4 separate regions of the Mus musculus genome follow, and regions 1, 2 and 4 are each linked to region 3. The links are chromatin contacts, called in public HiChIP or PLAC-seq and promoter capture Hi-C maps. All regions are on one chromosome and are shown on one strand. Each heading gives the region's core, a stretch centred on a gene start, on an enhancer-like site or on the middle of the called end of the contact. The rest is flanking DNA. Distances are from core to core; before and after follow the strand shown.

Evidence for each region. Promoter capture Hi-C pulls out the DNA fragments that hold promoters and counts their contacts. HiChIP or PLAC-seq counts read pairs in DNA pulled down with a chosen protein or histone mark.
Region 1: a contact with region 3 is called in a promoter capture Hi-C map of hippocampal neurons, with 5 times the contacts expected there. The contact joins the enhancer-like site here to the promoter of Phf20l1 in region 3. A contact is called at or near these places in 5 of 39 promoter capture datasets (the HPC-7 cell line, hippocampal neurons, liver and 1 more) and 2 of 115 datasets of contacts at active chromatin or transcription factors (extraembryonic endoderm stem cells and large pre-B cells).
Region 2: an HNF4G HiChIP or PLAC-seq map of pancreatic cancer cells shows a contact between it and region 3. The contact joins the enhancer-like site here to the promoter of Phf20l1 in region 3. A contact is called at or near these places in 6 of 39 promoter capture datasets (the 3T3-L1 cell line, the C10 cell line, the HPC-7 cell line and 3 more), 1 of 115 datasets of contacts at active chromatin or transcription factors (pancreatic cancer cells) and 1 of 9 other capture datasets (adipose tissue).
Region 4: a contact with region 3 is called in an H3K27ac HiChIP or PLAC-seq map of extraembryonic endoderm stem cells, with 10 times the contacts expected there. The contact joins the enhancer-like site here to the promoter of Phf20l1 in region 3. A contact is called at or near these places in 10 of 39 promoter capture datasets (the 3T3-L1 cell line, 3T3-L1-derived adipocytes, the C10 cell line and 6 more), 6 of 484 Hi-C or Micro-C datasets (CD4 T cells, cerebral cortex, muscle stem cells and 2 more), 6 of 115 datasets of contacts at active chromatin or transcription factors (astrocytes, double positive thymocytes, extraembryonic endoderm stem cells and 3 more) and 3 of 9 other capture datasets (adipose tissue, liver and macrophages).

The regions. Positions count from the first base shown.
Region 1 is chr15:68,186,393-68,192,730 of GRCm38.p6, reverse strand. Zfat (zinc finger and AT hook domain containing) reads left to right here. Exons shown (of 16, transcript NM_001145888.1): 4 at 5,495-5,680. Among named protein-coding and RNA genes, the nearest start is that of Zfat, 69 kb to the left of the region's middle. Within about 2 kb of position 3,435, at least 6 of the 459 cell types and tissues checked have an H3K27ac peak or open chromatin away from gene starts, as enhancers often do. A contact at or near this core is called in hippocampal neurons, where this site is marked.
Region 2 is chr15:68,285,432-68,291,906 of GRCm38.p6, reverse strand. No RefSeq gene overlaps it. Among named protein-coding and RNA genes, the nearest start is that of Zfat, 30 kb to the right of the region's middle. Within about 2 kb of position 4,681, at least 109 of the 459 cell types and tissues checked have an H3K27ac peak or open chromatin away from gene starts, as enhancers often do. A contact at or near this core is called in hematopoietic stem and progenitor cells, liver and pancreatic cancer cells, where this site is marked.
Region 3 is chr15:66,575,585-66,581,995 of GRCm38.p6, reverse strand. It overlaps Phf20l1 (PHD finger protein 20-like 1), which reads right to left and starts at 4,424. Exons shown (of 21, transcript NM_001081409.1): 1 at 4,149-4,424; 2 at 1,808-1,927. The coding sequence starts at 1,890.
Region 4 is chr15:68,362,223-68,368,974 of GRCm38.p6, reverse strand. No RefSeq gene overlaps it. Among named protein-coding and RNA genes, the nearest start is that of Mir30d, 24 kb to the right of the region's middle. Within about 2 kb of position 5,499, at least 408 of the 459 cell types and tissues checked have an H3K27ac peak or open chromatin away from gene starts, as enhancers often do. A contact at or near this core is called in the HPC-7 cell line, adipose tissue, astrocytes and 13 more, where this site is marked.

The DNA.
Region 1 (6,338 bases), core at 2,186-4,685, 1.6 Mb before region 3:
ATGAGCAACTGGGAGATGTATTGGTTGTTTTTCCCATTGCTATGACTAAACACCTGACAGAAGCAGCTTGCAGGAAGAGAGGTTCATTTTGGCTCAGTGTTTTTGACAGTAGAATAAATACATCACGGCAGGAAAGGCATGGTGGTTCTGTGTGCTGTGCTGGGCCCTTGAGGATCAAGAGGCAGAGAACACAGGCAGGAGTGCCTCGGAGCATGCCCACAAAGATCTACTTTTAGACAGGTCAGTGTCTGCAGTTTGCATAGCCTCTCCAGACAGCGCCACCTTCTGGACACCAATTGTTCAGATTCATCTTAAACCCATCCATAACAAATGGAAAACATTGTCTCAAATGGAGAGAGCAGAAACCAGCCTCCCTCTCTCTCAAATAAAACTGGACCCTTACCTGAGATTCCAGCCTCTTTTGCCTGTCCTTCCTGGTCACTTGCACATAATTCTGCCGTAGTTGCACGTGGGCTCAGAGGTCCTAGAGTCCATAGCATGTGGAGCGTTGACGGAGGGGGAACTCCCTCTGTGCAGTTGTCATCCATGCAGAAGTAAGTGTGAGTTCTTAGTGGTATGACTGCTTTGGTTGGTGATACCCACAAATTAGTTAACAGCTCCTGAGTGACCCCTCACAAATGAATTGCTTCTGGAAGTTTGTTTTTGGTAGACCTGTGCTTTTATTTGTTGTTGGTACCCTCCGTGTAACGACAGGGTAGATGCTTGTTATGTCTCCCTAGGGAAAGGTTTGTCATGGACACTGCCATAGGTGTGGGCGTTGGACTCTTGGGATGCAGCCACACGACTCTAGCAGTAGCAGCCTGTGACAGGGTTCAGAGTGACTCTGTGCTGGCTCCACCTCAGTGACCGCTTAAGTAGGGTATAGGCCATTTGTATGTGGCCAGGGACTCAGGAGTGTCTCTGCTGGAGGATATGTCAGAGTGGTGATCACGCCTGAGCGCTGAGAGGTGTAAGATTCTCTTTTGCTCTGACTTTTAGGTTTTCTTCCAATTAAATTTGTGGGTCACCATATAAGCTTGTAGATTTCACTGTGGCATTTCATACATGCACGCACACACATACACACACACAGAGTCTGTAGCTTGGTCATATTTATTTCCCCACTTCTCTCTGTTCCCTTCCTTTCCTCAAATAGCCTGCCTTCCACTTTCATGTCATATGCATGTATATCTATCTATATTTACGTTCTCCACCTATGAGAGAGAAAACATGAAATAAAATATCTCTATCATCCTCTCTCCCATTCTCTTATTTCCCCTCTGTCCTTCCTTCCCCCATGGCCTCTTTCTACTTCCATGTCCCCCTCTATACTCACACACACATACACACACACATAAATGCACATACAAATATAAACATGTCTACACACACACACACACACACACACACACACGAGAAAATTTGTACTATTCATTGTTCTGAGTCTGGTTTATCTCTTAGCACAGTGGCCTCCGGTCCCCCCCCCCACACACACACGAGAGAGAGAGAGAGAGAGAGAGAGAGAGAGAGAGAATGAATATGTACTATTTATCGTTCTGCGTCTGGTTTATCTCTTAGCACAGCGGCCTCCGATTCCATCCATTTTTCTACAGGTAGCCTCGTTTCCTTCTTCCTATGGCAGCCCTTATTTTTTGACTCTGATCTCTGCTTTAGTTTCCCGTCTTCTCAACACCATCCCACCAGGGACTAAGATTTCAGTGCGTGAGTTTTGAGGAACAGCCACCTGCAGAGTGCAGTCCCCCTTTGAATCACGGAAGATGTGTAGGTCCAGGGAAGAAATGCAGCGTGATTGAGTCAGTTTGTGGCCCATGTACTTGGAACCCTGAGTGGGAGAAGATATGCATATGAGGGTGTCCCTTGGAAGTCAAGACTCTGGCCTCAGTGGGTGGTGTGACAGATGGTTTGTGGGAGTTTTGCAGACTTTCATACTAATTCTTAATGGAGACAGCAGGGTAGGCATTAAAGGGTCCACACATGAGAGTAACTTGATTAGATTTGGATTGTAGATTGGTTCATTCTGGAGCTAAGGTAGAGGGTAGTGTAAAGATCTTACCAGAGGCACCAGTTAAAAACAAGTTTAGATAAGAGCAGAACTCTCCACAGAACAAGCTGTCTGGGGTTGGTAGTCCAGGCTGTCTGAGTGACAATGCTGTGGGACTGTCTTTTTCTTTATGAGCATTATGAACAAGCTTTTCCTTGGGGTCTCTTAGTGGCTAGTGCTTCAGTTCAACAAGTGGACCTCGTTAAGATTGTGAGCAATATTTTGCTTATTAAGAAAGAAAAGTGCTTTCAGAAACTCCTGACAGCCTTCTCTCAGCCCTGAGTGGCCAAGCCTGGATCTTCAGGTGCTGCAATGTATTCTCAGTTCCTACAAAGAGTGGTGGCATTCCTTCAGAGGGTAGAATTGGGGCAGTGTAGCTGTGGGACTCTTTGAGTGGAGGCATGGCTAGCAGAGGAGACACTGGTTGATGGTGACCTTTGATGGTTACAACTTCTGGTCAGAACTCTTTGTTTCCTGACTGTCACAGTCATATGACCAGACATCTTACACTCCCATTGCCATTTACTGGAGCTAACTCTGTCACCACCTGCTATGGTGGGCTGCTCCCTCTGAACAATTAGCTAACGCAATCTTCGTACCACTTAAGCTGCTTTGTCAGGCATTTTGCCACAATGATGGGGAAAGTAACGAAGCCAGGTGCATACCAGCAGCCTATCACACTGCAGCCAGGAGGGAATCGGAGTAGCTGCAGTAGTCAGGGGTGTTTTCATAGTCTCTACTGGGGCCAACACAGGTCCCTCCAGTGTTTCTTAATAGGAGGTGGCTTCCAAGCCTTCACCCTCTGCTAGCCACCAACTGTTCACACTCATTTCTCCAGTGTGTACACCTAGTGCCTATAGCAGAGCTTGCTACCATTCATCCCCTATGCTGGGTGGGACCTCTTCTTCATTTCTTCTTACCCTGGCTGATAGTGTGCACCCTTGTTTGCTTGTTGTGGATTTATATTGTTCACCAGGCTAAGCTTATGGTAAACTCAGACTCTCAGGTCCTTTTTTTTTTTTTACGTCAACATAGCTATCCTTGGCATATCTCCCACATATTGAATCATATCCCATGGTGAATTCTGTTATAGAGTGAGACATCATTTTACAAGCAAAAAAAAAAAAATCCATTAAATGTTGTTCTACCTTTTTATAGCATCCAAAATATCCTACTGTAGTATTTATGTGCACACATCACCCGATATCCAGGCGACGAAAAGACTTCTGTGACTCAGACAAATGGGAGGCTTTTGGAAATGTTTTTGTAATAGCCACTAAAAAAATCAGGCAAGGCAACAATTGCTCTGAGGCATGTTGCATAGCAAGCTTCCCAACACGGAGCGTCTGCCAGCAACCTTGGAGACCAGGTGCTGTGCCCATCCTGTCGCTCACTCTCAGGCTCTGAATGTGTTAATATAGCGTTGCTCCTTGACCTTGGGCCTTGGAGAGCAGCATGCCATGCTGATTCATGATGCCTCCCATCACCTCTCTCTTTTGTTTGACATTGATATATTTAATACTAATACTCTTCTGTTAAAGACTAACCCAGACTGTCTCCTGCAAGCCGGGGATGATCCAGGAACCTGGCAAGTACTGTTGGTTTATGGGGCACAATGTGAATGCCTGGTTTGACTGTTCTATTTCCTTAGCTTCACCTCAGCCAGCATGGCTGCTCCATTATCTGTTATACATGGACTGATTCACTGTGTCGGGCTGGCTGGAGCTGACTTGAGATGTAGGAAGATCGGTTTCTGGCTGTCTCCCTTTGCCCATTTCCCTACCCCACTCCACAGTCTCTATCTTGTTGTTCCTTGGTTTCAATCTCACTTCCCTGATAACCACATATATTCCTGCACGTTCCAACCCCGCCTTCCCTGCTGCCTGTCCGCTGCACACATGTCTCATACAGAGGCGTGTGGAATGACTCTCAGTGTTCTCTTTTGATATTCTGAAGATCTGGTCCTCAGGTGGGTCATTTCAGGCCTGATGATTCTAGTAAAGCCCTCTGTCCCCTCCTTCCCTCTGCTTTATCGCATTTGGGACTGTCCAGGTGTTTCCATTCTAGAGTGCTCCTTTGTCCTTCACTGACAGATGAAGGCTAGTCTTACTCTTTAGGCTAATACCATCGCTGAACCTGTCATGGCTGCTGTCGTATGTCTGTAACTGATGCATTTGTTCTACAGTGCATTTGAATGGTTTGCCAGTCCATGTACTGCATTCTCTACAACATGGCATACATGTAAAACTCTAAGCCAGCTCAGCTATTCCTTGGATTAGGTGGCATCAGTCGCTCACCATTACCTTCAAGAGATGCATATGTGAACCAAGAAGTCCCATGATGCCCTAAATATGTTTTGCTTGGCTTCCCAATTGTCTTAAGAAAGGTAAGGTAGCAACTAGCCTTGAAAAAACAGCAGCTCCTGTAAAAACCTGGACGTATTGTCATTTTTTGGAGCCATCAAAAGACATGACAATCACTCCACATCCCAGGAGTCCCCAGCAGGGCCAGGCCAGACACAGTCTATCTTCTGTTGTGCAGGTTGACTGGGCTTAGTGTCTCACCCGTGGGAGATTGATGCTCTTCTCAGCATTCATGGCCTTCCTGTATTTACCTCTTAGTCTTGACATCTTTTTAGGTCACTTTCTCCTTTCTCCTGCAGGTGTGGCCACCAGGATGCTCAGCCAAGTATTTATCCATTGTCTCAGTCTTCTTTTGTTAGACTGGAGCATTGCTGTTTATTATCACACACCTTCCCAAGACCGCACACATAGCTTTGTCCTCATCACTGGTTCCCATCTTCCCCATCCAGTGCTTCATTAACCCTCGCTTTTTCAGTCAGCCATAGCTAACTGCTCCATAAAGCCTTTCTGACCTATCAGGTAACCTCTACCATCCTGTCCCTTATTCTTGTTTCATACAACACAGAACAGAGACTACTCTTGATCACATTTGTTATCTCTTTGTCTTCTCTGGAGTGGAGGGCCCTTGAGGGCTTGGTATGTTCTTACCGTATGTCCACCATGCCTGGCACAGGGAACATGCCTGGGAAGCATAAGATGATTAGGAGAAGGGCGTTCTTGGACTGTGACTCTCTAATCATTTTCTCTACAGTGCTGATATTAATGATGGTTCATGAAAATGAGCCAAGGGTCTATGCTGCTTTGCCCAGCAGTGCATTCCCAGTACCCAGCTGTGACCTGGAAACAGTGAACATGTTTTGCATTGAGTTTGTGAAGATCCAGCAATGGTGGATGAGCCAGCAGAATGCTCTGCAAGTACTGTAGGCCAGGAAGAGAAAGAAAGAATGGGGTTGGGTCTGAGGATAGAGGGACGGAGGCATCTCCTTTGCTATCACCTCTGGTAAGAGGCATATTTCCTTTCCAGCTGGTATGAATGGAAAGCTTATACATTTTGGCATTTGCTTCCTAGGTAACGAGTCAGACCTTGATCTAGAAAAGACATACAAAGAAGATGATCGAGAAAAGGCTTCAAAAAGACCCCGGGCTCAGAAAACAGAGAAAGTCCAGAAGATCTCAGGAAAGGAGGCAGGGCAGCTTTCTGGAGCGAAGAAACCCATCATCAGCGTGGTCTTAACTGCTCATGAAGCAATTCCAGGTGACCGAGGACAGGCTGGGAATGATATGATGAGAGTGTGTAGCACAGCTGCCCTTGGGGTAGCCTGAGGAAGGAGGCCCAGGTCAGAGTGTACGTGTTAGGTATTTTAGTGGAGTTTCATTTAGTCACCTGAGTAAGACCACAGACCTCTTTATCCTCTGGAGCTGTCCTCTATCTCCTCGACCTACTCTGTTGTCACCCAGGTATGCAAGAACAGTCCCTTCTGTGCCTCTCCCCATCTTCTCAACTGGTAGTGCCCCATCAGCTACAGTGACTGCCTCCTTGGTGGGTGCTGCCCACTCAGCAAATGTAAGAGAAGCAGCTGTTCTCCAGGCCCAGGCAGACACTGCCTGGCTTCTTCACATTTTAGTGGTATTCATTAAAATATTTTCTTAGTACTATAAGTTTCTATCTATTTTTCCTTTTCCTTGTAGATCTGTTATATTTTCTTTTATAAAAGGTCTCTTGTAGGAAAGACTATTTTAGGAAAACGAACAAACAAACAGTGCCTTAAGAGTTTCTATTGCTGTGCTAAAGTGTAGACATAAGTAACTTGAGGAAGAAAGGGTCTATTTCAGCTTGTCACTCTCAGGTCATAGGCCATCACAGAGGGAACTCAGAGCAGGTACTGTAGGCAGGAACCCAGAGTCAGGGACTG
Region 2 (6,475 bases), core at 3,432-5,931, 1.7 Mb before region 3:
TTTATTATACTCTGTATTCATGCACATGTCATGTGTGCATTTGTGTGTGCATGCCTGTGGTGTTTAGAGGACCACTTGCTTTGTAAGCCCTCTCCTTCCATCACATGGGTCCTAGGGATTGAACTCAGGTGGTCAGTCTTGATAGCAAGCACCCTCACCCACTGAGTCATCTCATCATCCCTAAGTCTGGTACTGAAACAAAATACTGAAGTAGCATACAAAGAGAAAGGGTGTCTTATGATTCACAATTTGGGATAACAAACTATAGCTAGTTGGATAGGTAGTAGAGAAAGAAACAAGAAAAAAGCCTGCAATTTCTGTTAGTCCCACTGTGGGTTTTACCATTCCTAGGCTAGCGATCCAGGGTATGCATGAGAGCAGGCTGAGGAAACCTTAAGAAGCAAGCCAGTAAGCAACAGTCCTCCATAGCCTTCCAGACCCTACCTCCAGGTTGCTGCTTGACTTCCTTCTGTCCACTATAAACCTTGAAATACGTGTGGATAAAGAAAGGGACAGCTGGACAAACAGCTGATATATTGTATCACAGACTCTGGCTTAAAAGGATTTAAGTACATTCTAAGATAGGACTGAAACAAAATGAAAAACCATCACAGTAAAAGAAGTTAAAGAAAATTGTAAGACTCACTCTGGCATTAGTGTAGTTGTAAAACACACACAATTTAGCTATTTCCAACAGGAATATGAATCGGCAGTGTGATATGGCCCTTTAAAAGCTAATAGGATTTTAGGTTGCTTACCAAAAGCCTAATGTTCATATCAAGAAAGTGTTGGTTTTGCAGCATTCTGTACCTGTTAAAGATGGTAGGACCCTTCTCAATTTGGGGTATGTCATTAATAAAGGAGTTAGAGACTAAAATCAAGGGTGCTCTGGAGACCATCCTACAAATAGTGCAGGCTGTTGTCATAGATATATATATATATTTTTTATAACTGGAGATCTGTTGCTGAAGATAGCACACACTTTGGACAGAGGACACAGAGAAACAAAGTCGGTTCTGAACAGGAAGGTTCTTTTCTGCAAACTACCTTTCACAGTGCTGACTGGGAGGGTCATCAGTTGTCTTCTCCACCTGTGAACTACAATACCAGCCACAGTGGTGAAATGTGTCCACGGGTGCAACGGTGGCATGAGTGTTAAGGGGGAACCAACCATTTCCTGGTGGGACTTAAGGCTCACAGAAGGAAATGTTTGCCTACTACTGCAGATCTGGTCAAGAACTCAGCTGGAGAGCTCACGTGTCCCTGAGGTGAACCTACTCTAATTTTTCTGCCAAATGGACATAGTTTCAAACTGCCCTCTAAATCTGTGTCTCTATATCCACAGCCTAGAACAACTCTCAGATACCATCAGAGAAGTTTCTTTATGTAATAAGTAGCAGTTAACACAGAAACAACTGATCAAAAGTAACGAGAAAAGGGGCCTTTGGTGTGCTCAGCCACAAACATCTATATCACCTTGCCTCACCCGCCTAGGCTCTGAGACTATCAGGTAAGAAAGGCTAGAAAGATTATAAGGGCCGGTGACCACGGAGGACAAGGAAGTATCTTCTGGACACGACTGGACTATTGGACAAAAGACCTCACAGCAGCTGTGGCCTTCACAAGACCTGAATAATATCAAGCCAGTCAATATTCTAGCATAGAAGGGCCAGGGGCTTTTGAGCATCTCAACTGTTTGAGGAACCATCAGCAAGTGATGGATTTGGGATAAGAGAAAAATCAGTTTTTTTAAGAGTGTGGTGGCAGGTAGGTCCAGTGGGTGGTCCCACACTCATAAGTATATGGACAGGACAAATTAGACTTGGTGGGCAATATTTTTTTAAAGAAACTAGATAAAAGGACACCACATTGAAAGGTGGTAGATAAGTGGCAAGTGAATACAGGAGGCAGGACATTAAGGCGAAGAGGCAAAGACTATGAATATGATCAAAATACTATTCTCATGAAATTTTCAATAAAATACATCATTTAAATAAAAACCACGCTGCAAGTCCAATGGACTGATTTGGAGAACTGGGATGTTGCAAGTCCAGAACTAAATTATTTTGGATTATTTTGCCCTCATAAATATCTATTTAATGTGACCCAACATCCCTCTGATTAGATAAATCCTTTTGGAGGGATTAGGAGCATGTGATTGCGCAGTGTGTTTGTACATGACAAGAAAGGGACTTGAGTGCTGAGGTCGTTAGGCAATCATCCCAGGAGGCACTGGTGATGGAGTAGCAGAGGGAAAGATCAATGAGCAGAGCTTAGTCAAGGAGTGTGACTGAGCACCTAGTCATGTGGGCAACTGGAAGGTACACAAGAAGGATTCTAAGAAATAAGGTGAGCACTCGTCTCAGAGTTCCCCAACCAACTCATAAAGAATCTAAGTCTTGATGCATCCCTGCCACCTGTGGCTGACAACAGCCTTGGAGGGCACACATACTTCTTTTCCAGCCCTCAAGGCATAGTTGTTTCCACTGATACAGCAAACTGCAGGCAAGGACCTGAGTTGTATACAGTTGGATGAACTGAGAGTCTAGAGGTAGAGCTTCTCTGCTAGTTTGCCTTCATCTGTAATGTAGTCCCATCAGACCTTGTATTTCCTTATTATCTCATGCTTGGTGTAGCTGGAGTGTGTTCTTCAAGGATTTATGTGTCTTAGTCAATTTTCCATTACTGTGATAAAATACTTGAGAATACAAGAGAAGGGGGTTTTACTTGGATTCATATCTCAGTCTGATGTTGACTGGCTCATTCCTGTGTATCTGAAGCAAAGCTAGGCTATCATAGTTGGGAGCATGTGGTAGAGTAAAGCTGCTTACCTTACATAACCCAGAAGCACAGAGGCAGAGAGAAAGGACTAAGGATCTTTCAAAAGCACTCCTGTATTGACCTTCGTCCTCTCTACTTAGTCTACATTACCTCACAAAAACATCCCCCAACACACACACACACACACACACACACACACACACATGTATGTATGTATGTATGTATGTATGTATCTGTTGATCAGGTCAAAGTTCATGATCTCACAAGTTCTCCTAAGCCCCATTTCTGAAAGTCTTCAAACCCACAATGCTTTTGGAAGATCTTCCATGTACAACTCAAAATATGCATGGAAATTATGTACTCATTGCATATATTAAGAGAGGGGTGTCACATAGCTGTTTCTTTCAGGTGAGACTACTTGTTTTCTTGAAAGAGAGCAGATCTGTACGGGATGGGATGGAGTAGAATTCCTTTGTGAATGTATGAGGATTCATGGGACTATAATGCCTTAAGAAAGCGTCATGAGATTATCTTCTCCCCTACATTACAATTCCTTTTACATAATCATTTTCTACAGTTGGGAACTGCTGGACCTCAGTCTCTCCTCCTCAGCCTCATGCTAAGGTTTTGTGGGATTCTAGTTTCTAAGACTGGTGACTGGCTCCTGATTTTGCCTGGTGGCCTCCTTAGAATGACCTTCTGAAATAGTCATAACGTGTGTTTGTCAGCGAGTGACTTACATGTAGCCTATTCAATGATTTAGGCATTTTAGATCCTGCTCTGTGCTTTATTTGGCATGATCATGCATTCTGTGAAAAACATGCTCTCCCCTCTTGAGATTGCAGGGTTAGCTTTACTTTGATAGCAATGGCACAATATGCATCTAACCTCCACCAGAGGCACTGTGAGTGATTTATTGATTTCACTTTATAACAACTCCTCTGGTTACCCTAGTTTCTCAGTATTTCATTTCCAGACTCAACGATTAGAGGAAATCCACTGGTAAATAAAAGGGGTAATAAAATCAGAGCAGAGAGAGAGAGAGAGAGAGAGAGAGAGAAAGAGAGAGAGAGAGAGAAAGATTGATTGAGAGGAATACTTGAGAAAAGCCAATCAAATCTCTTATAATAGCTAAAGAATCCACTCTATCGAGGATCAAATCTTTGTTACAGCTTACATAGTAGTTCCGGTAGGTTTTGTTTGTAGTTTGTGAGTGAGTCTTGGTCTGCTAACACAGTTTGACATGCTGCCCACTGCACGGTACTCTTGGCAAATGATACCATGACCCTTTGTGGGAGAGAGTTGTCTGGCAATTGTTCTAATTTAAAGGATTACACATACTTTAGGGCTCAGGGAAAAGCTTGGGAGTCTTTTCCTCAAAAAGCAACACGATTTTTGTACATGATTTTTGATATCCTCACCTATTCCTCAAGCCTTGGTTCAAAATAAAACAGAAATAAACAAAACCCCAAAGCATGCTCTAAAATCTTTGCAATCCTGCCACTAACTCTGAATGATCATAAAGAACCCAATCGTCACATAGGGTATATAAGGCTCAAACGCCAGACAGGCCAGCCTAATCAAACATCAGTAGGAGCAGGTGACAAGCAGACACTCCCCCCCCCCCCCCCACCTCACCCCGTGTGATCTCATGTCTGCCAGGGTGAGCTGAGCACAGAACAAATGGCAGGTGTGTTTCACAGGACCTGGCTGCTGAAGTGCCACTGATTGGGGGACAGAGCAGAGAAGAGGAGGCAGCTCAAAGCTGGCTGATCTGATAAGAGGATTGGGTTACTGGGCTGCCCTCCCCCCTTTCCCGGTGCCTTCCACTGAGCAGCTGCACGCGTTTGTCCTTTCTCAGTTAGAAAATGTCTCTCTGTCCAGGGCAGAGCTGCATGCCAGCACCCTTAAGCTAGCGCTCTTCGGCTGAACACACAGTGTTCTGTCATACTCTGACTATGCCATGCTGTGCCCTCCATGGGGAACATGCCCCTCCCATCAAGGAGGCGGTTGATATGCAAGACTGGGGTCAAGTTAGAGCTCCTTTGAACTGTCAACCTAATTCTGGGGTAGCTTTTGCTGCTCCCTCCTGTGTGGCCTGGCACCATGCCTGCCTGTCTTAGCAGTTTTTTTCCAACCAAGATGAAGGCCAGCTCCCTGCGGTTTTTGGGTACGATTGATTATAAACCTTTGTGGGATGCCAAGAGCTTTGTGACACATAGTTCAGCTTAAAGGAGAACCAAACTACCATAATCCATAATCCCTAACTGCATATTATATACATACTCTTATACCCTCCCCCAACCCCCAGAGAAGTATAGGCCTAACCCATGATCTAGAAACCATTATAGAAAGCTACACCTTGTCAAAATACAGAGAATGGACTGTGCAGTACCCAGCTCCATCTGATCCATCTGTAACATAACCCCTAATACCCAAGGTTCAGGGAGTAGGGCAGAAGAAAGAACAACAACAACAAAAAAATAAGTACGAGTCAGATGATCTGGACAGAAGCTCTAAGGATATCTCCTAAAGAGATGGCCTTGCCACTTGTTTGCCCTGTAGTGTCGTGGGTAAGGGAGAGATACCCACCCAAACACACACACACACACACACACACTTTGCCCCTCATGAACTGGCCATGAGGTCTTAAGAGTGGGAGAGTTGTTTCATCCTGCAGCACTCAGGAGAGTGGGCCCTGCACCCGAGGGGGTCTAAAAACCTTGGGAATGAATTTTTTTCAGTTTCCCAGGAAAATGAACTAGGTTCCTTTGGGGGAAATCCATAAACAATGGGCCATTAGTCAGTGATGACCCTGAACTAGGGAGAATAGCTCCAGAGCTGAGACAGTTCTCAGAACACCTGGCCTGAGGAGATAATGCTGAACTAGTCTTCGATTTTTTCTCAAGGTCCCACCAAATATAATGGAACTAGTATAAACAAAAACCTACTGATGTTGCTGCTACACATCTAGCCAATGGTGTTAGAGGTTACCTAACCCTTCTGGAAAATTCCCCTAGCCCTGCCAGCTCTTTTGGTGGTTGCTATTTTGATGAACGCAACCCCTGCATGTTGGTAATTTCTCAGAATAAACTCTCTTTGCCTTTGCATACTATTTGAATCTGGTATCTATCTTCTGGTATCTTTATGGGCAGCACCATAAAGCTGGCTCTGCTGGAGTGGGTTTAAGTGAGCCAGCTCTGAGGGCATTAGAGTAGGAGCTGGTTCTGCCCCTTGCCCAGTTGCAGCCCTGGAGAGCTCATCCTGGTGGGATGGGTATGGGAGAGTTGGCAAGCTGACCAGCTCAGCTACCACCCAGGCCCAGATCCATGGTTGTGAGTTGGCCCACTCCAACATCTAACCCATCTATTTTGGAGCATTTTTGGAGCACATGAAGGGCCTGAACTACAGATTCAGAACTGCAGGATCTGCATAACCCAGGGCATCAACAAGATATCTGCACGAAATCTCAGAGAGGATCCAGTATTGATAATGTAACAGAAGCCAGAGGCCTCAAACCAGATCAATGACTCATTGCAATGAACATTTCCAAGTATAAAAGTGTGGACAAAGGAGATTTTGTGGGATATACTACAGCTTCCACAAGGAGATTTATTTATTTATTTGTTTGTTTGTTTGTTTGTTTTCTTTTGGTGGGGTGGTGGTAAGGGTGGAGGGTGGGTACAAAGGGGTG
Region 3 (6,411 bases), core at 3,175-5,674:
AAACTATAGCATGAACTAATAAACTATGTGCTTCTTTAAAGCTTAACACTAGCTCATTGGCACTTTGTTGGCTGAGAAGCCTATGAGAATATATGAATATGAAATAACTTGGTATTCACAAAAGCAGTAACTTTAAGAAAACAGTAAAGATTCACACAAAAAAAGGTTCTTTATAGTCATATCTCACAAAAATTTAATTGTATATTTTCACAGTAAAACAATCTTGGCTAACCACAACCAAGAAAGCTAAGTCCTGAACAAAGTGGCATCTCTTGCTGCACAGTGTAAATCCATTATTTTGCAGTTGGGAGTATATCACTGTCACCAAAACATCCTTGCTGACATTTGGTAAAATCTAGACACTGTTTTTTAAATCTCTCTTGCTATGATGAAGCCTATCTTTCAGGTGCATCCCAAGTTCAAGAAAACACTATATATATATATATATATATATATATATATATATATACATATATATATATATATTGTCCACCTGGTAAAAAAAAAACACTCTCTCTCTCTCTCTCTCTCTATATATATATATATATATATATGTGTGTGTGTGTGTGTGTGTGTGTGTGTGTGTGTGTATATACTGTCCACCTGGTAAGAAAACACTATCCACCTGGTAAGAAACGGGCTCCTTAAAAGAACTACCCACTGAGTAGCTAGGGAAAAGAGGCAAAATAACTGTGGTACTCAACCTCTGTGAGTACAGAAGAACCCAAAAGTGAGGCCATTAAGCTAGTGATATAGACTTACTAAGGTCTAAGGCTAGATGTTAATAAAAGCCAAGTCAATAATATGCATAAACAAGGTTTCTGCCTGCCATTGCCTATTCAGTAAGTAGACTGAATGCAAATAGATTAGAAGCAAATCTACTGGCTCTCATTATGGCTTTAATAAAGCTATGGTGAGAGAAAAAGTCAGTGTGTGGTGAATAAAGTCCTGGAGTAGCTATGCTAGGCCCTTCTCCAAAACAAACGAGTGTCAGAAAGGAGCAAAGGCAACACTGGTCCCAGGCAGAACCTATCAAATGCTCCTCTCAGTGGCCCAAGAATGGCAACAAGAAGACAACAAGAGCCTAGAAGGCAGAGTGATGAGCCATTAATCAAAACGAGCAACTCATTCCCTTATCCTTAGAGCTCTGTGAGCCAGTGACCCCTGAATGCTGTTTCCCCCCTCTAGCCACGTGGACAGAACACTAGCATGTCACCCTTTCCTACACCACTATGTCAGTGATATATATGCATTGGGTGTTTATACTGACCACCTGCCACAGATGACCAGAACAAGAGGAGAAAGTGCCATTCTGAGAGGACTGCCTTTCTGGGACAACAGTCAGCTACAACATGACTTGAGGTTCTGCTCTTTAAGGAAGGAGGAGGTTAGGTCGTGATTTTGGTTTTCAGTAGGATAGCAAAGGATAGACATGTACCCTGTGAAAGTACAAGTCCTCATCATTAATATTTATCTGGTAAACATCAAGAAAACAAACACATCATGGTTTTTATACAATTTTTTGGGAAGCTAAATGTGTGAATTAGCCTTCCTTGACCTCTGCCAATGAAACTCTGTTAGTTATTCAGTGGTAACATCCTCTCTATCTGCCCTTTACTCTAGACAAACACTTTCAAATCTCAAACAGCTAAAGCACTGTACAATGAAGTATTTAAATGCTAACCCTAAACCCAATGTGTATGTGTATTCAGGGATGAATACACTAATGCGACTGACATGTGGTTAGAATAGCAAGTGACTTATTAAAGCTACAAATTTTGGGTCAATATTCTGTTATTTTCCATACCATTTCTGTAAGTAGTCCAGTGCCTCCAAACGAGCACCAATCTCAAAAGTGATTCCAGGACGATTTGGGGGCTTTTTACTCATCTTGAGATCCTATTCTTCAGTATTTTCTTTCCACTACCTCAAGAGGAAAAAAGAAAGTTAGATCCTAACGCATGAGATGCACATGGAATACGGTTTAAAGGGACAGAATTTAACTAATTTTCAAAATAATACATGGGACGTTACAATATTTGCCAGACTTTTAATTGAACAATCACTAAAGCTTATAGGTAGGATGCAACATGAAGGAAATTTTGGTAGGGCATTTATAAAAGATAAATACAGAAAGGAAAAACAGCTAAAGAGAAGCGACAGCTAGTAAGACTAATAGCTAAAATGCCTCAAACCTTAGCTGACAAAAAAAAAAAAAAAATGCTCAGGAAAGAGCCACCCAGGGAAGGCTGAAAACACTGTGAGTTTTAAAATGAAGACACTTGTGTTTACTGAAACTGTTGAAGGGAGCAGCTTAATTGTCTTCCACTTAATTTCCAGAAATCATTTAGTATGTCAGAACATACAACCCGTGGAGAAAGCAGCAGACAAGCACTGTGTCAGGGAGGAGTCTCACCAACCTTTCTGGAAAATCAGGGTAGTTAGTGCATACTATCTCAACAGCACACCATAGCATCATTTTAACATAAAGACTTGCAAATGAGTTTTCTTTTTCTTTCTTTATTTCTTTCTTTCTTTTTTTTTTCGAGGCAGGGTTTCTCTGTGTAGCCCTGGCTGTCCTGGAACTCACTTTGTAGACCAGGCTGGCCTCAAACTCAGAAATCCGCCTGCCTCTGCCTCCTGAGTGCTGGGATTCCGAGTGCTGAGATTCCGAGTGCTAGGATTAAAGGCATGCCCCACCACGCCCGGCTTCAAGTGATTTTTCTTAAATTTCACATTTCATAATCAAATTATGCCAGACTCTGGGTAAGGTTTCTATTATTAACTCAACATTGTGCCCATAATGACAATTAAAAAAAAAAAAAAAAAAAAAACCTGCAGGAGTCGTTACTTCACTATACTTCACTATAGCCCATTTACATTAAGTATTTAATGATCTTTTGGCCACACTGGCTTGCCTAGCACACGTGCAGCCTTTTTGACTACCGAGTATTTGAAGAGAATGCATATATTCTCAAGGTATCAATAGTGGAATGAAAATAATAACTGGCAAGCACGGTCTTATCAAAATACAACGGGTTGGGGACCAGGAATCTAACGCTGCTCTTGTTGGAGGGAGATGCTTAGAACATGTTCTTACATTACTACTCACTAGGATCTTTCTAGCTTAAAAAAAAAAAAAATAAACACCACACAAATGAAAAATCCCCACACAAACGAAAAATCTTATAATGTTTTAGCCACTGTTTAAAACAGGTAAAACTTAAGAGCAAACAGAATTCCAAATGTCCCTTCCTGTTTTTTTTTTTTTTTTTTAATCTGAAAAGGGAAGAAAAGAAATAGCATCAACGCTTGTTACAAAAATATGGGGGATCAAGTTTACAAGGTCGTGCCTAAGGGGATATAGAATATCCTGACATGGCATCAGTGAGGTTAAGATTCATAGCCAGGACACACTAGGTGTAATGGGAACAAACATAAATATTTTAAATAGAAATCTTGTAAGTGTGCAACATACAAGGCTGTTACTTCAATGTACAGAAATAGAATCCGAAGAGGCAGTTTGCCAGTTATGCTAACATTTCCTAAGATCAAACTTCCAGCCTGTAAATCTAATCCCCCGTGACTCTCAGGAATGAGGACCTCAAAAGGCAGGGACGATTTCCATTCTCTTGTGAGGAGACAGGAGAATGAGGGAGGCGGCAGAATTAGGAACTTTTACGAAAGACAATCTATTGGACAGACCCTTAAAGTGAAACTGTGGAACAGGGAGCGAGAAAGGGGAGAAGGAAACAAAAAGAGAAATGAAAAAAGACCAGAAAGCGGTAAAAAAGAGTTCGTTGTAAGGATGGTGGAAGTTTGCAGAGATGACAGTGAGAGGAAAGAGACAGACACACAGAGCTAGAGAGCGGTGAGGGAAAGACCGCGAAGCTAAGCAGAGGGGACGAGGCGGGCTCGCAGGGGTGTCAAGGGGAGCCAGGAAAGGCCGCGGCGCGGCTGGCCCGGAGCCCGGGAGCTGCAGGTTGACAGCCGCCGGCCCGGCAAGGGAAGGAAGGCGGGGGTAGCGCGGCGGCGCGCAGACAATAGGGTCAGCGGATGGCAGGGAGCGGGACGCCGGCCGAGAGCAACGCGGGCGCGAGCGCAGCCCGGGGACCCGGCAGCTTCCAGGCCCCTCCGCCGCCTCTTACCGACTCGGCCTCGTCTCCGCACAGCAGCCGGGCCGTCCGGGGCCGAGCCGGGGCGCGTCAGGGAGGCCAGCGCGGGCCTCGTTCGAGTCTGCCCGGGCAGCAGCAAGGGAGGGAGCGGGAGCCGAGTGAGCCGGGCCCGCGGCGCCGCGTCGGCCCGAGGAAACGCGGGAGGAAGCCCTCAAGCCCACTCCGGCTCCGCTACCATCGCAGCCGCCGTCGCTGCCGCCGCTGCCGCCTCCGCAGCCACCACCGCCGCCGGCCAGCCCTGACGCGACGCCGGCCGGGGACGTCAGCCGCCCGCGACGCGCCGGAAGCGGGCTGGGTTGAGTCACGTGGTACGCGAGGGCCGGGCTGGCGCGGCGCAGCCGATTGGAGGACTATTCTGGGGGTGGGGCTTCGGCCAGGCTGGGCTACTTACACATAGAAAAGACCTGGGCTCTAGATTCCCCTTGGTGGGGTCAAGAGGATGGTGGCCTTTTGTGATTGTTGCTGGTTTCTAACAAATCCCACTACTTGACACATTGGGCAAACTTGTCAATGCACCACACACTTTTCACCGTGTCTGTTCTATCCCACGTTAAGGACAGACACAATGATCTGTATTACAAAATCAGAATTGTCTCTTTTGAATGGATACTTTGTCACGACACTCTGCTATAAATATATCACATGACAATCAAAACTGCACACTTATACTACTTTCCAAATTCAGAAATCTTTATAAAACAAATAAAAGATTCTTAAGAATCTTTAAAAATTCCTAAGAAGTTTAGGGTACTAATAGAACAAGTCTTCACAATTAATAGTATAGGACTACCTCTGTTGAACACCTACCATGTACCAAAGTCTATATTAAGCAGGAGAATCCCTATCCCAACTTTGAGAAGATCTACAAGTTATCATTCAAAGTGCTACTGAGAGAAAACATCTATTTTTTTCCCCACTCCATCACTCTGCCTCCCACGTTTTAAAAGTGCATCACTGCATACAAATGACACTTATATTTATCTTGCTTCATCGTGTACAGTGAAAATAGAAATGTTTTCTCTGACTTTCAAGAGATTTGGTAAATTGAGAAAATCTTCATAATCATCCTTTTATTCAAAAGACATTCATTCAAGAAATATATATCTAATAGTTGCAGAGTTATACTGAGCTTAGTGATGCTACAAACAATGCGAATAAGACAGTTCTGAGATGATATTTGTCTTTATGTTCTTCTTTTTAATCCTCTGTGGTTCTCATTGGTCCAATACAATTAATATTTCTATTATTTCTAGAATCTTTTTTCTGTCACAGGCAGAATTATACTTTCCACTTTTAAAATATTATGTACGGTTATTTAATTTGCTGTAAAATTAGAATACAAGTAAGATCACACACACAAGAAAATGCCAATGCAAGAAGACAGTTCTAAAATATTTTTGTCCCCCAGTACTGTGATTTACAATGTTTGCAATAATTACTGTTTTAGCAGTAGAAGTCCTTGATACACTAGGATGACTGTAGGAATTATGGATCACCTAAAACAAACATGCAATTTAAAACAACACTTGATTTAAACAATAAAATGTATAATGTTGTCAAATAAAAAACATATATTTATAAATCAGGATCATTTGTTTCAGAGTCTAATCTAAATTTAATGAAGAAGTGTCAACCCTTCATTAGATGGGATGAAAATATTAGAATCTAATGAATTTAGTCCCCCTTGAGGCTATAGGTCTCACTTTAAATGCTATTTAAACTATATTGTTTTAAAATTTGTATTTAAAGATGCTAGCAATGTGCAGAATATGGAACAAAGTTTACAAATCACATCAGTGACAGTACCACTAAGTCAGGTTTCTGACGAAAGATAGATAGATAGATAGATAGATAGATAAAGAAAGAGATGTGTGTGTGTATTACATATATATGTGTGCATTCATTTAAAAATGTGTGCTTGAATATATATATGTATATATACATATATACTTTTTCTGAATGTATGTATATACTCTTTACTATGTTGAGTGTCAACCAGCATGATCATTCTCTGTTTCAAGTAGAAATAAACAGAGTCCCTCAAAGGCACACCATAGAATAAAAGTGAGAGGGACCACCATGTACACTCAGGCAAGCAACCCTTAGCAAACTCATTGAGCAACACTCAAAATGGAGACATGAAAGTAAAGCTGAGACTTGTTTAGAAGAGGAGTTCCAGTGAAGGAGGGGGTGAGAAGGGGAAGCAGGTGTGAAAATGACTAAAATTTATGTTACA
Region 4 (6,752 bases), core at 4,250-6,749, 1.8 Mb before region 3:
TTCCTACGTTTACCTTTCGCCATCTGGTAATCTCTGGAGTTAGTAGTTATAGTTGACTCTGTTTAGAGATTGTTCTTCTGGTGATTCTGTTACCGTCTCTCAGCAGACCTGGGAGACAGATTCTCTCCTCTGAGTTTCAGTGCTCAGAGCACTCTCTGCTGGCAAGCTCTCTTACAGGGAAGGTGCGCAGATATCTTGTTTTTGGACCTCCTCCTGGTCGAAGAAGAAGGCCCAAAACAGGGCCTCTCTCAGAAGCTGTGTTGCTTTGGCAGTTCCCAGAAGCTGTCAGCTTCTGTGGTGCAGACTCTCACCTGTGCAGACTAAAATCCTAAGTTCCAGGGAGTCCTGGAACCAAGATGGTGACCGCTGCTCCTGAGGCTGAGGCCGTCTCCCGAGCCAGGCGGACACCTGTCCTCTGGTCCGGATGGTGGCCGGTTGTCTGCGGCCCGCCCAGGCTGCTGCCTCAGCGGCTCTGTGCTTCTGCCCGTCCCAGAAGCTGTCCGGTTCTCTGGCGCACCCTCTAACCTGTTCAGTCTAATTTCCTAAGTTCTGCTGAGTCCCGGAACCAAGATGGCGACCGCTGCTGCTGAGGCTGAGGCCGCCTCCCAAGCCAGGCGGACACCTGTCCTCTGGTCCGGATGGTGGCCGGTTGTCTGCGGCCTGCCCAGGCTGCTGCCTCAGCGGCTCTGTGCTTCCGCCCATCCCAGAAGCTGTCCGGTTCTCTGGCGCACCCTCTAACCTGTTCAGACTAATTTCCTAGGTCCCGCGGAGTCCCGGAACCCAGATGGCGACCGCTGCTGCTGAGGCTGAGGCCTTGAGCATACTTCTGAGTCCTAGTCCAAAGTCAAATCCCTGCCTGAGGTCTACTTTGTTCTAGCCCAAAGTCAAATGCCTTCGGGAGGGCTACTTCTATGTCCCGGACCATTGTCAAATTTCTGCCAAGTTTCTAAAAGCAGCCCCAAAAGCTCTCCACAGAGGTTGGGAAAAACAAAACAAAACAAGAAAAGCAAAGGAAGGAAGAAAAAAAAGTCAAGGGATGGGGAGTTAATTAGCTGGGTCCTTCACATCCTCTTCAGATGCATCTATTTTCTAAAACATTGCAACTTTATTTATTAAGATAGGGTCCTGTTACATAACCCTGGCTGGCCCCAAACTCACAGAGATTTGCCTACCTCTGTCTGCCAAGAGTTGGGATGAAAGGCATGCATCCCATACCTGGCCTTAAAACCACAATTTTAACCCAATTACAGATAAATGACTCCAAAGAGAAGCCATTTAGCTTGACGTGCACACATTCACCCTGTATAAAGCAATCATTTTTCTTCATGCTGGCAGGAGACTGGGATTTCTCTAAGAGAAAGGGAGAATAGGGACATGGTCATGAACACCACTGTCACTGCAGCAGAGCAGGACAGTAACACAGCAACTTACATGATGACCTGTTTCCAGAATCAATCCTGCCTTTCCCACAATCAAGCATGACTGTGGTCCAGTCGCTCCCCGCACCCACATAGATGTCCCTGTCTGCACAATGAGGAGAGCACTGGCTACTGCAGAAGGTTGTTGGAGACGGGACTAACCAACAAATGCTCCCTTCCTGATACATGAATTGGTACTGACTGAATTCTAACTCATGCATCACCCACTGATTAGTCCTATAGTTCTAGACATAGCTTGGTGAAGAATTGAATAAGTACAATGGTTTTGGGGTTCCCCCCCCCCTTCATAAGGCTTGGCCTGGTGTGCTTTCCTGTCACTATGATAAACTGCTCAATGAAGAACCTAGAGAACGAAAGCATTTGTCTCATTTTAGACCTTCAGACAAAGTCTATCACTGAGGAAGCTCAAGGAGTAGAAGCAGGAAGCACAGAGGAAAACTCCCTACTGGATTGCTCCCTGTATCTTTCTCAGCTTGTTTTCTTCTACAACCCACAGTAGCCTGGGCCCTCTCCCATCAATCATTAACCAAGAAAATTCCCATTGGCCAATCTGAAGGGGGAAAGTTTCTCAATTGACATTCTTTCTTCCTGGTTGTCTAACAAGTACAAGGCTCAGTGCATTAATGTAGTCAATAACCAATTACGGAATATCAGTTATATACCAGGTAGTGAGGTGGTGCCAGAAATATATACATCACATGAATGACGTGAGTCAAGGCCCAAGATCTCTAGAATCTCATATTCTGGTTCAGAATAAAAGACCTAAAAATATATGAGGTAGTTACAACACAGAGAAAGAAGTAACCCCAGAGGGCACAGCATGGGCAATTTTTACAAACTTCAAAGTCACAGAGAAAGTTACCTTGGTAGAGGGACCAGAGCAGAGAATCCTAGGATGTGTGCCTGTTTGTACAAAGAACATAATACATAGAAGATACTGAACACTTTCAACATCCAGAGAACAACAACAAAAAAAAACCCTTGTAAAAGGGATGAGAAACATGACTGAGGTAAACTGCATCAGAAGTCACACAAGCAGCCTGGCCAGTGAGAGAGAAGGAATCAGGAGGAGTTTCAAGCTAGCTGATGAGATGCCCTGTTTTTACCTTTCATAATGGTCTTTGGAATCTGGTATATAAGCATGATTGGGACTAAATGGTCCCAAGGCAAGACAAAAATGACAAGTTAGTAGTTTGGGAATGAGTCTTAAAAAAGGAAGATTATAGAGAGAATCTTGGTTTCTTAAACAATCCAGTTAAGTTATATGAATATGTTTTTGTTTTATCCCAGATGTGAGATACAGGGCTGCTTCAGTTTGTCCACAGCCACTTTGATTGTCTCGTGCTCTAAGAAGGGCATGAGTTTGGCCAGCTGCAGAAAGTTTGTGTTTGGAATTCTGGGGACTCTTGAGAGGGTACAGAGAACCCTGAGAGGGCATGCTTCCCCTGCCCCTGCTGCTGCTGGTCCCTGCTGCTGTGTTTGCTATTGCTGGATTGCTATTGTTTTGCAGTTTTTCTGGATTGTTGGTTGGAGATATCCTGACAGTAGAGATTGGACTGGCCTCCAAGGAACCGGATGCCCCTACTCAGCAGGAGATAGTCTAAAGAGGTTTATGCCACCTTTCCTCTCTAACCTTTTTCTCCTACCTAGTGTTGGGTGGTTGGAAGGGAATGATGTATAATAAGGGTTGGAAGGGTGGTAGATGATAGAACCCATTAAAGTGCCCCCCAAAAATACACCAACAGAAAATGGCTTGTACCATGACAACAAACACCAGTTTGGACGAACTGGTTAACATCAACCATGGGAAAGGAAGGCTTTTAGCAGATGCCAACTGAATGGACACAGTGGAAATGAAGGATGACTCTGAGGCAATGCTGCTGTGTGCTTGGCAGCTGCAAGAGCACAATGAACAATAAGAGAAATAAGTTTGGGAAAATTTATTTACAGAATTAAATAGCATGTCAAAGAAACACAAGAGTAGATACAAGTACACACAAGAATGCCATCGGGCTTCAGATAACGGTGCCAAATCAGATGCAGGGACAGGTGCTACCAGTCCAGCATAAATAAATCCTGATTGATATGGGCATTTCCTCTTGAACATAAGTGCTCTCTTTCCAGGAGCAACACCCCTGACAGACCCTGGGCATTTCGTCTACTGTCTGCCTCACCCTTAACAACATCTGAAAAATCCTAGGTTCACAAAAGTAGACAATTTTCATTGGTCTCCTCATTTCTTGTTCTGCCTAGCAACTTGTTACTGTCAGCACTTAATTCTACTGCACAGGAGTAACCTTGAAGTTTCAGCTACTTTTGAGAGTAGTCCAACGCGTGTAAGATATCTTAAGTTCTCATATGCCAGAGTTGGTCAACTCTGCTTCTAAGAACCTTATAGGCAGGGAGCCTAGCCAGCAGTTTGCTAGGTGGCTGCTTAAGTCGTCCTGTGTGTGATATGAAAAAGAGGTAGGGTATAGCCAAATTGAAATGGACATGCTTCCTTCCTGTATGGCTTTTCAGGCCAAGGAAGAAGGCCGATGACCTAAGTTTAAAGAAATAGGTATTATGTGATACACTGGACCAAACATGGATGTTCAGTGTGGACTTTTGCAGATGGCAGAACATGAAGCCTGTGAAGAACTGTGTCCAAAGAGAGGTATGCCAGCAGCTCTGGAAAAGAGACTGATACATTCCAACTGAGTAATTCCAGCAACCTTTTGGGAATTTAGAAGGGCCACATAAATACTACTAGTTTTGGAAGAAAGTAGAGAACTCAAGAGTGTATCTGCGGAGCTTGGGTCACATTCTCTATCAAGGCCAGGCTTAGATTTGAGGTTCAAAAGCAGAAACAGCAACAGTAGAAATAGTCCTGCAATAGCCAAGAGACTCTGGGAGGCAGACTGTAATTAAGGGGTAACTTAAAAAGAGTTTCAATCAGAGGTTTGAGGACTGAGGAGGTAACCAGCTAGTCTGAAATCTAAGGAGCCTGCCTTCCCCAGATCTGGTCATTGCATGCCTGCAGGTTGGACAACAAACTTCTTTCCCACTTGACCACTGGAAAATGCCGGTTAGCTAAATTACCTTTTCTTCATATACCTACACATTTGAAGAGCACCTTTAAAGAAAACGTGCAGTAAATTAACACCGGTTGAGGAATCAGAGGAAAGGGCAATTTTGTTGATTTTTTTGTGGGTGGTACAGAACCGTTCTCCTCAAATAACTTAAGGGTCCAGCCCTTTAAGTTGAGCATTCTAAACCTCTGCGGGAACGAGACAGCATGAGATTGAGAAGTGATTCCATAGTCACAGGGGAAGATCTTTAACGGGAAAGAGTGTTCCCTGCAAATTTTTATTCTCCTCTTCCTAAAAGGTGGCTTCATAAGCCACAGGACCCTTGAACTTTAAAGGCTATGACAGTAATCCACTGTGATCATTTAATGTCACTCCAGGGAAGGTGGCCGATGCTTTTTTATCCTAACACACACTGCTCTTGAGTTCTAGGCTAGCCTGGTGGTCTACATTATTGAGTTCCAGGACAAAGAGGGCTCCATAGTGAGACTCTGTCTCAGAAAACCACGAGTCCCTTGTACCCACTTGCAAAATTCTTAGGCCATGTACTCCACAATAGCAGCTAGATGTTTAGTGTTTACCACGCACCAGGGAAGTCATTACGCAAGTTCTCTCTTTTAGTACTAACGATCATCTTGTGACAGATTTTCTTAGTATCCCCCCCACCCCTTTTTTCTTTTTTTTTGGCTGGGACATTCAGTTCAGAGTGTTTAACGTGCATGCCCATGATCACACAAGGAGGTGGGAAGAAGTAAACCGTTCTAAGCAGCCACGCGGTCCCAGTTCGACACGCTCTGACCTGTCCCCAATGTCCAGCCTCTTTCTGCTACTCTCTGAACGTCCTCCTTCACCTCGCCCAACTCGGGCTCACACGCCCCCTTTCCCCAGACATGCTCAGTGATGGAGGGAGAGTTTTCGCACTACCTCAGGATATTTTTCACGCAACCTAGCAACCAAGGGCGCCCGCCCCTAGCACCTCCTCTCCATATTGGCCCAATTCCGGGGGACCGCAAGGAGAAGGAGGAGTTTCCTGGACGCCTCGTTACCGCCCAGCGCCCCCCGCGCTGCGGGTGCGTGCGCACGCGCGCTCAGTGAGCACGTGAGCCCCGCCTCTTAACGTGCCGAGGGGGGCGGGTACAGGAAGCGGGAAGAGAGGGGTGGAGGCTGCCGTTGCCATGGCAGTGACGTCAGGCGTCGGGGAACGAACCCGGCCCCTTCCCACTCACACACACGCGCGCGCGCGCGCACACCCAGAGCCATGCACACGCGCGCGCGCACGGCCGCTCTCCTCAGACACACTGGAGGGAAAGGTCAAACTAAAGGCGAACGAACGGAGAGAACGCAGCGAGCGGCCGCCGCGCCGTGCGCCATGACGGACGCGGCCGGGCCGGCTTCCCAGCGGCCGCCGCCCGCGCCCCTCGCCCGCGCGTGCTCGCGACCCCCTCCCCGGCCGCGACGGGCGCGCGACGGGCGCGAGGCGCGCGCGGGCGGGCGGGCGGGAGGTGGACTCAGCCGGGCGGGCGGGCGGGCGGGCGACGGGCGGCGGCCTCTCGTCGCGCGTCTCCGGCCTCGCGCGGTCGGTCGGCGAGAGCGGCCAGGTGAGTGCGACGGGCGCTGGGCGCGTGCGGTGCGGGGCGAGGCGCGGCCTGGGAGGCGCGGCTGACAGGCGCTCGGCCGGCGGGGGGCGGCGCCGCCCCTCGGGCTCGGCAGCGGCTCGGCCCCGCGGCCCTGGGGCAGGTGGGCCCCCGGGCGGCCGCAGCCGGGAGTCGCCGAGGCCACGGGAAGGGCTCGGGACACTTCGGAAACTCCGGCCCGCGGCGAGCTGCCCTCCCGTCCGGGCCGGCGAAGTGCATTTCCCCGCCAAAGTCGCGCGGAGCCAGGACCGGCGCTGGGGGGCTGAGGGCTGAGGGGCCGCAGCTCGGGGCCGGACCGGGTCGCAGACCCACGGACCCCGCCTTTGGGGGACCTGGCACGCCCGCTGGTCGTTGCCATGCCAGTGCCCAGTGTTTGTTGCTTGTGGTTATTTCAGGACGAATGGTTACCAAAAAGTTACTTGGAAGAGAGGGAACTGCTTGAATTGTCATGAGTTCTTTTCCTGTGTGTGCAGGAAATAGGTTAATCTCTCCCTCTCGCACGCCGGCCGACAACTGATTCTTGCCGGTTGCACTTTAAAAAATAAATGCAAACGCTCCGAAATGCGGTAGCGTCTGGGTGAAGTTTCAGGTGTCAGGCTCCACGTTTCACG